Linked DNA regions of Rattus norvegicus: all the other regions are linked to region 2. The links are chromatin contacts, called in public Hi-C maps. All regions are on one chromosome and are shown on one strand. Each heading gives the region's core, a stretch centred on a gene start, on an enhancer-like site or on the middle of the called end of the contact. The rest is flanking DNA. Distances are from core to core; before and after follow the strand shown.

Region 1 (2,700 bases), core at 163-2,662, 230 kb before region 2:
AAAAACCACCCCTAGTTTATGCACCCCCATCTCCTTTCCATTTTTAAAAAAGACAAAGTAGCACGCCTTCAACTTGTGCACGCATGCACGCACACACACACACACACACACACACACCCGTCCCAAGATGACCTTAATTTCTTGACCCTCCTCATCTCAAGTGCTGTGACTACCACATCTAGCCTCTTTCTGGGAATCCTAAAAATATTAATATATTTTTCAGCAAACAACTACCTAACTTAATAGTCAAGGGAACATGACTTGACATTCTACAGTCTAGACTAATCTGCTGTAAACCTGACTCTGCTATGCCTCCGTTGTTAAGCTTCCAATTCTGTCTCTCAGGGTAAATCTAGCATTTAAACTTGCCCACGACTGGACCTGTTTCTTGTTCACCTGCAAGGAGGAGTTGCTTAGTTGATTTTAGCCCATACCTGGTGGGTTATTTCTGGTTTTATTCTCCTCCCTTTCCCCTTAAATAACTCTAGGACAGCAAGTAGTAAGTAAGCCCTAATATACTTTGTCTATATAGAGTTACAGGATAGTCAGGTCTACATTGAGATTCTGCCTCAAAATAACTACTTAAATACATAATAAAAAATAAATAAATAAAAAAGGAAATAAAAATTAAGTGGTAACCAGTCTAATGTCAGGTGCTGGAAGGTATTAAGAAACAGAATGTTGGGTTCTGTTGGGCTCAATTCTCTCCTAAGCTACGTGTCTCTACCCTCTCAAACTACCATCCCACAAACATGGATCAGGTAATGCAGTTTGTCGAGCCAAGTTGGCAGTTTGTAAATAAAGGACTCAATTTGGCTGGTTAAAAGATGCACCAAACCTGATAGAAAAGAATTCCAGAAGATCACCATGACCACAGCGATTGTATTTGCTATCATGGCGTTCATTGGCTTCTTTGTAAAACTGATCCACATCCCTATTAATAACATTATTGTGGGTGTCTGAGTCCTTTCTCATCATGGGACTGGTGAACCAATGAGGGGGTGACAAGCTCATGAAGTAAAAAGTTGCCTGGATGCTTTGTGGTTTTTGTTTCTTTCCTCCTTCCTATGACGTTTTCTATTTCTAAATTAAAATAATTTCAAAATAAACATTTTCCAATAACAACAACAACAACAACAACAACAACAACAACAACAGAATGTTGCTAGGTGGTGGTGGCCCACGCCTTTAATCCCAGCACTCAGAAAGCAGAGGCAGGCAGGTCTCTGAGTTCCAGCCCAGCCTGGTCTACAGAGCATGTTCCATAACAGCTATGGCTACACAGAGAAACCCTGTTTCCAACAACAACAGCAACAGCAGCAGCAGCAGCAGCAGCAGCGGAAAGGAAAAGGAATGAAAGGGGTGGGAGGAATGTTATGGTTTGGACATAATAGCCCCACAAGTTCGTGTGCTGAATGAAGACTTGTTTCCAAATAGACGCACTACTCTTAGTGACTGGACTGTGAGGATGCTAGTCAGTCTATCAAGGATTAATCCCATGATGAGCTCCTGGCTGTACAGGATATAAGGGGACAGACAGCACCTGGCCCCCTTAACCATGACATTCTGCTTTACCACAGACTTAGAAACAAAGAACTAAACATTGGTTGAAACCTCTGAAACCTTCTCACTCCCTTAACACAGAAAGTCTATACTAATGCTGTCACTCCATCTCAGTGTCCAGTATCACAAACTTCAGTAGCATCTCCTTTTGTGCCTACCAAACCATCACAGCAAAAGGAGGGACTCCAGGCTTGGCCTTGGCCACCCTCCCTCATCTGTGCCTCAAGGTCTACTATTTCAATGTTGTTACCATGTGGTGAGACCTGAAGGGACAGCAGAGGCAGGATGAGGTCTTAATTATCTCCCCATAGCATGGCCAGAGTGTATATCCCACTTCTCCTGTATTCGACCTTTGACTATGGCTTCTTCAAATGGAAGCTTGGAATCTATGAGGATTGTGACTTATCAATTAACAGAGAAATGCAGCAAACAGTGGGTAGGGGACTATCTTAAATCACCAACAAACATCTATTCATGACTAAAAATAAATTCTAAACTAATCATGGACCAAGTATTAGCAAATGAAATGTGTGTTTATTCATCTGGTAAGTTAGTCTGGTGACTAGACTCAGGCAAATGTGAGACACCCACATGCTCAGAAAGCAGATGTGCCCTGGTTCAAGTCCACTGCCCCAGAAGTAGCCTAAGCAGAGCAGTGTGAGTAATCAGAAGAGAAGAAACATGGAAGAACCATCTACCAAAAGGGAGACTGTCTCTGATGAATTACACTACTGGGTAGTAGCAAGAAATTGTAGAAAAAATATACAGAATTACGTCTTTAAAACTTATCATTCCTCTTCTTCTTATCAGTCCTCTCCTTCTTCTGTAAATATACACTGACTAAAAGAAGCTTCCTAGTTAATTTCTGCTGGATGTTTTGAGAACCTGACATAATGTTGTGCTTGGCTATCTATCCATTATCTATGTATCTACCATTGGCTCTTTACTTTTATTGTGGACAGATATACTCAGCTCACTTGTTCAAAACCAAAAGTATGACTATCATTAAGTCATTCTTTGGAACACGTAAAACAGAGATCGTAGATCACAAAAGCCTCTCACTATGAGGCAGACGATGGTGTTCAAGGTAACCAAAGACAAGTTTGTACTAAAGTCAGAGCTGCCACAAGTATGAGT
Region 2 (3,018 bases), core at 495-2,994:
TATTTGGATCGCCACACACCTGCTGTTCTCTCTCTCTCTCTCTCTCTCTCTCTCTCTCTCTCTCTCTCCCTCTCTCTCTCTCTCTCTCAGAAATTTTATTTATTTTGGTCCTGGGGATTTTCCAAGGCCAGTGAAGCTACACTTCTTGAATTCTTTTTAATTTTTTCTTCAGCTAATACACAAACTTATGCTTGTAGTGAACGGTTAAACAATGCAATACCCCACTGTCCTCCAAAAGGGAACGGACACCCATAACTCTGACTGCCCAGATTCACACCATCCCTGCTATTTTCTTTACAGAACACAGCAGCTGGGGTCACCTTTGTAGTCTTCTTTTTTGGGGGTTCTTGTTTTGTGTTTTTTTGTTTGTTTTCTATACAATGTTATTTTTAAATATTTTTTATCATTTTTGCGATTATAATTTGATTGCAACATTCCTCCCTTCACTCTCCTCCCTCCAAGCCCTCCCATACAACCTCTCCACTCTCCTTCAAAGTCATGGCCTTTTTTAAAAAAGTTGTTATTGTGAGTTTATATGTATGTACACATATATTCCTAATTGGTTAAGTCTCACGGTGCCAAAGCTGGCCTCAAAACGAGGCTAACGATTTTCCTGCCTGTCTTCCCACCGCTGGGATTATGGGCATACACCGTCACACCTGACTGAGATTTCCTTCTTTTACTATTCTTTCTGACGGCGGAGGTGGGGTGGGGTAGTAATGAGGGACGATGAGGACAAGTGAATCTTAGTAAGAATCACTGAAACTGGACTCAGGTAGAATAGATGCTCCATCACGCCAAGGTGAGTGCTCACCCACCAAGAACTACAAGCCTCGGCCTCCTTCAGTCGGTCCGGCCCACAAATTTCCACTCCAGCTGTTCACTCCACCCTCCTCCTACAAGGCGACTGCGGTGGCCAACTCCTCTCCTGTCTCTAGCGCCATTCTTTGTCGCTAAACTTCAGTAGGTGCACATGGTGGCGCTCAGAGCTCCCTTTCCCCAGAGCCTAAGGCCCATCCACCACGGTGATCTTGCAGATCACAGGATCGGGTCCGACTCGATCGGAGACCAGCGTAGCCCAAGCAGGCACACGCGGGCAGGGCTTAGATCGGAGCACGGTGGGTGCCCTGTTTACTGGTTGGGGCCTGTGGTCACTTCCAGACTCAGCTGCGCACACAGGCGGCGCCTCCTTCCCTGCTCTGGACTTAGTAGGACTACACCCTAGCCCGGAGGGCACAGTGGATCTCCGGAAGATCTTGGTGGTTAGGGCGCCCGATTGGGCTGCCAGGCCACCCAGTCATCCCGCGCCAAGGTCTCTCCAGGCCCGGGTCCCGGGCTGTTTCCTCCACGGGCACCCTCCCGCGCCAGCGGCCTCGATTGCCGCGCTGTTCCGGTCCCGAGGCCCCCTCCCCGCAGAGCCGGCGCTCCCCGGCTGTTCCCGCCCCCTCCCGCCCCGCGGCTGTTCCGGCCCGGACGCCCTCCGCCCTCCGCCCCGCGGCCTCCGCGCGCCCTGGGCCCGGCGCTGCGAGGGCGCGGCGGGAGGGGGCGCCACGCGGAACAGCCGCTGCCCCGGCCCGGCGCGCTCACCCTCCAGGGCCTCGAAGATCGCCTGCGCCATCTTGGAGCTGCCGCCGCCCGGGGAGTCGAAGCGGGGCTACGCAAGCATTGTGAAAACCGCGGTGGGGTCGAGGCCGCCAGGGGGCGCCCAGGAGCCGGCGCCGAACCCCCTGCCCCGGAAACAGCTTTCCCTGCTGTCCGGCTGGAGACCCAGTCCCCTTGTAGTTCCAACTCTACACACACACATCCGGCGCTCGCACATCACCTCCCAACGCTGACACTGACCCCGGTTCTGCAACACGCACCCCATTATCGCTGCACACAGTATTCTCCAACGTTGCAACATCAACCTGCCTCACCGGATTGCCAGTTAGAAGGACACCCCATACCTTGCAACTGTGCCATGCAGATTGGAAAGCAATCTCGAATGACTCCCATCTCTGCTTGGTCTTAATTCATCAGTATATGTTAGATTCCCTCAGGGCTCTTCTTAACCCCAATTTCCATCTTTGGAGGGACCTCCATTCCCATTCACACACTTCAAGACCGTGATTCTCTGACACCGCATTTCTTTCACAACCCTATTCTCAGCCATTGCTAGCCCAACTTTATGACCTCTTTTTTACACTTATTATTTATTTTGTTTTGTGTGTATGTGGGCACACATGGCATGTATCTACACACAGACGCAGACACACAACAAAACACATGTGTGAATATCAGAGGACAATGTTCAGGAATCGATTCTCTCTTTCCACCCTGTAAGACCCTGGAACTGAACTCCGTCTCTGTAGCAAGTACTTTTACCAGCTGAGCCTTCTCCAAAGGCTATGTTTGGTTTATAATCCACAAGTCCACTTTGAACTGCCAGTATATTACATTGATGGGTGTGGGGTCATTCACAGGAACATGGTCTATCAGGGACTATACATGCCCTCAGAGGAAACTGACTTTCCCACCCAAGGCAGCCCTCAGTGGGGATCTTTGAGCTTTCCCCCCATGCATTCTAGAATGGTGACTGGCTTGATCCTGTGCAGGCAGAGAAACCTACATCTGGTCTAAGTTTGTGAGTGCTGTAGTCCTGTCATTTCCGAGACACTATTTCACCCCAGGTCTCCCCAACCTCTGGCTCTTATAATATCTTCCCACCCCCTCATTCATGGTGATGCCTGAGTCTTAGACAGGGGAAAAGATGAGAAAGAAGTCCTACTGTGGCTGAACACTCTACTGACACGTTGACCAGTTTCGAGTTTCTGATTTCACTGCCGTCCATTACACAAAGATCTGTAATGATAGCTGAGAGCCGCGCTAATGTGTGGATGGAGAGATACGAATGTTAAGGGCAGTTTGATATTATGATCATTCAATCTTTAAAAATATTTAACTACGGGGTTGGGGATTTAGCTCAGTGGTAGAGCTCTTGCCTAGCAAGCACAAGGCCCTGGGTTCGGTCCCCAGCTC
Region 3 (2,798 bases), core at 31-2,530, 220 kb after region 2:
TCCAGTAAGTACTCAAGAGCGAACAGTGACATTATCTCCTGCTGTTATGCACGTAGCACACTGGAGTAGGAGGGAAATGAGCTTGGAAGCCAGAAAGACCTAGGTTAGAAGAGAGGTCTGCTTTTAGTGCTTGTGTGTCTCAGTTTCCTCATCAATAAAATCGCAACAATGTGGGCTGGAGAGATGGCTCAGCGTTTAAGAGCACTGACTGCTCTTTCAGATGTCCTGAGTTCAATTCCCAGCACTCACGTGGTGGCTCACAAGCATCTGTAATGAGATCTGCTGCCCTAAAGAGTAAAAAAGATAGTAACAATGTATCGGTTATGCAGGATTTATACAAGGCACAACTGATAGCATAGATCAGCCAGTCCATGTGCCATGCAAACATGGAATAAGTGCCATACATATATGTATGTATGCATGTATGCATGTAACACATGTCTTTATTTATTTTCATTATTTTTGTGTGCACGGGTATAGGTGTTTGCAATGTGAACAGAGGTTCCCAAGCTAGTGGTCTCAGATCCCCACGGAGCTGGAGTTACAAGTGACTGCGAGCTGTGAATTTTACTCTGGTCCTCTATAAGAGCAGTACATGCTCTTAACCTTTGAGCCTTCTATCTCTATCTCTTTATGTCTTTTTATTTTGTATCTTTTAAAGGCAGGGTCTCATGTAGCCTAGACTGGCCTCAAACTTGCAGATCCTCCAGCTTCTATTCCAAGTGATGGGACCAAGTTCTCAAAGGAGTGGCGTTTCTCCTCCCGGTGGGTAGGGTAGACCTACATCTTTAGAGGCCGCACCCTCAAGCTGAGTCACGCCAACAGACCTCCGCTGGTACCCTCTCCCTATGGCACACATCTTCCCTATGGGAAACCATCTTCTTCCTTAGCTCATTTAACTCTGTCTGCAGAGTCCCTGGAGCCTACCGTCCCGCCACAGGCAGCTCTGCCCCAGGACCCTTGATTCTTTTTTTTTTTGTCCTTCTGCTTCCACGAGCTACACACAGTCCAATCCTCGACGGCACACAGAACCGGATTCTTATGTTGCCCCATTCACAGAACCCGGCCCCCTTTATGTTCCCGAACAGCACCCCACCCTCATCCTCCTCTAACTGTGGCCTTGCGGGAGCGCGGTTCTGACCAACTCCTAAGCGATCCCCGCAGCACATCCTTAGATTACCGGGGAGCGTCTCTTCAGTTTCTCCCGGGGCCCCGCCCCCGTTAGCACCGCCCCCGACAGCCTGTCCTGCGAAGCTCCGCCCCCGAGGCCCGGGGAAGGGTGGCGGCTGGCTCTGCTGCCCCGCCGCCCTCTGCCCTGGGCGCTGGGTCGGAGCGGGCCGGGTACGGCGGGACCGGGCGAGCGCAGCGTACTGGGACTTCGAGGCGAAGATGGCGTCAGGCAGGCGCGCTCCGCGCACCGGGTTGCTAGAACTGCGCTCCGGGGCGGGCTCCGGGGCGGGTGGTGAGCGGTGGCAGCGGGTGTTGCTCACTCTGGCGGAGGACGCGCTGACCGTGAGCCCCGCCGACGGCGAGCCCGGCCCGGAGCCCGAGCCCGCGCAGCTCAACGGCGCCGCTGAGCCCGGCGCGGCGTCCCCACAGCTGCCAGAGGCGCTGCTGCTCCAGCGGCGCCGCGTGACGGTGCGCAAGGCCGACGCCGGCGGGCTCGGCATCAGCATCAAGGGTAGGTGCGGGGCACCGAGGGCACGGGGTCGTGTTGTCTGTGTCGCTGCGGAGCTCTCAGGGATCACGGGGGCTGGCAGGGCACTGAGACTAGGTAACCGAAAACCTGTCTAGGGCGGAGCAGAGTCTCCCGGGGAGGAAGGAACAGAGTGAGGGAAGAGCACCAAGGTCGGAAGGGGTTTGGGGAGTTCGGGTGTCTTACAGGAGACTCAGAAGTGTGGAAGGATGGGGGCGCACCAAGGACATAGGTGCTTAGTTCGGTTTTGAAGCAAAACCGTAGCTATGGGTACCAAGGGCAGGAGGGTCCTCGGGAAGACAGACGGGGAGCGGGGGCGGCGGCGAAAGGAAAGGGAATTGAGACCTGGGACACTGCTAGGACAAGGGGGAAGTCATGAGACACAACCTAGGTGAATGGGTAGAGGCCTGGAGTCTGGGAGCTCAATGTGGGTGCCAGGGATGGATAGGAGGCACAGGCATGGTAACAGAGAAGGGGCCAGTAAGGACCAAGACATCTTGGGCTCCCGAGGCTGTATGCCTAGGCTGGGAGTTCTAATGGAAAGAATGAACCCAGAGTTGCCTTTCCTTCCTGAGAATTCTTAGTTTTCAAGAATGACAATTGTTTGACATGGTCTTGTGTATCCCATGCTGGCCTCATAGACACTACGTAGCAAAGGAGACCACCGAATGTCTAATCTTCCTATCTCCACCTCCAGAGGGTTTGGGATTACTGGGATGGGCTGCTAAATAGGTTTATGTTGTGCTGGGGATCAAGCCTAGAGCTTTCTATACACTAGGCAAGCACTTTACCGAGTGACGACTTCTCCAGCTCATTCAGGCAACCATCGGAGTTCTAGAACTCTGTGAACATCCACAAGTCACTTCCCATCTGAGTCTGGTTTGGTAACTATAGGATGAGGAAGGGCTTGCCAGCATGTGTGGGAAAAAGAGGCCAGGAGGGACTCCCAAAGCAACTAAATGTGGTGCTTAAAATCTATGTTCGTACCTAGCTGCTGGGCTTACCATTCCTGACCCTCTACCAGATTGAAAGTGACCATGCATTCTCAGGCCCCCTGGAGGGAGCTGTGTTTATTGGTACCTCGCTTAGATCTTTTGGCCTA

Evidence for each region. Hi-C and Micro-C count contacts between places; a contact is called where the count stands out from the background.
Region 1: a Hi-C map of Schwann cells shows a contact between it and region 2, with 3 times the contacts expected there. The contact joins the enhancer-like site here to the promoter of Zfp341 in region 2. A contact is called at or near these places in 3 of 12 Hi-C or Micro-C datasets (Schwann cells, kidney and mammary epithelial cells).
Region 3: a Hi-C map of Schwann cells shows a contact between it and region 2, with 4 times the contacts expected there. The contact joins the promoter of Snta1 here to the promoter of Zfp341 in region 2. A contact is called at or near these places in 10 of 12 Hi-C or Micro-C datasets (the A7r5 cell line, Schwann cells, frontal cortex and 6 more) and 1 of 1 datasets of contacts at active chromatin or transcription factors (oligodendrocytes).

What each region holds. Positions count from the first base shown.
Region 1 is chr3:163,815,858-163,818,557 of GRCr8, reverse strand. All of the region lies in intron 2 of Raly (RALY heterogeneous nuclear ribonucleoprotein), which reads right to left. It also overlaps the pseudogene Sec61g-ps7. Among named protein-coding and RNA genes, the nearest start is that of Eif2s2, 38 kb to the left of the region's middle. Within about 2 kb of position 1,412, at least 1 of the 93 cell types and tissues checked has an H3K27ac peak or open chromatin away from gene starts, as enhancers often do. A contact at or near this core is called in Schwann cells, where this site is marked.
Region 2 is chr3:163,581,663-163,584,680 of GRCr8, reverse strand. Zfp341 (zinc finger protein 341) reads right to left here and starts at 1,744. Exons shown (of 14, transcript XM_039106692.2): 1 at 1,588-1,744. The coding sequence starts at 1,618.
Region 3 is chr3:163,365,409-163,368,206 of GRCr8, reverse strand. Snta1 (syntrophin, alpha 1) reads left to right here and starts at 1,280. Exons shown (of 8, transcript NM_001100901.1): 1 at 1,280-1,681. The coding sequence starts at 1,390.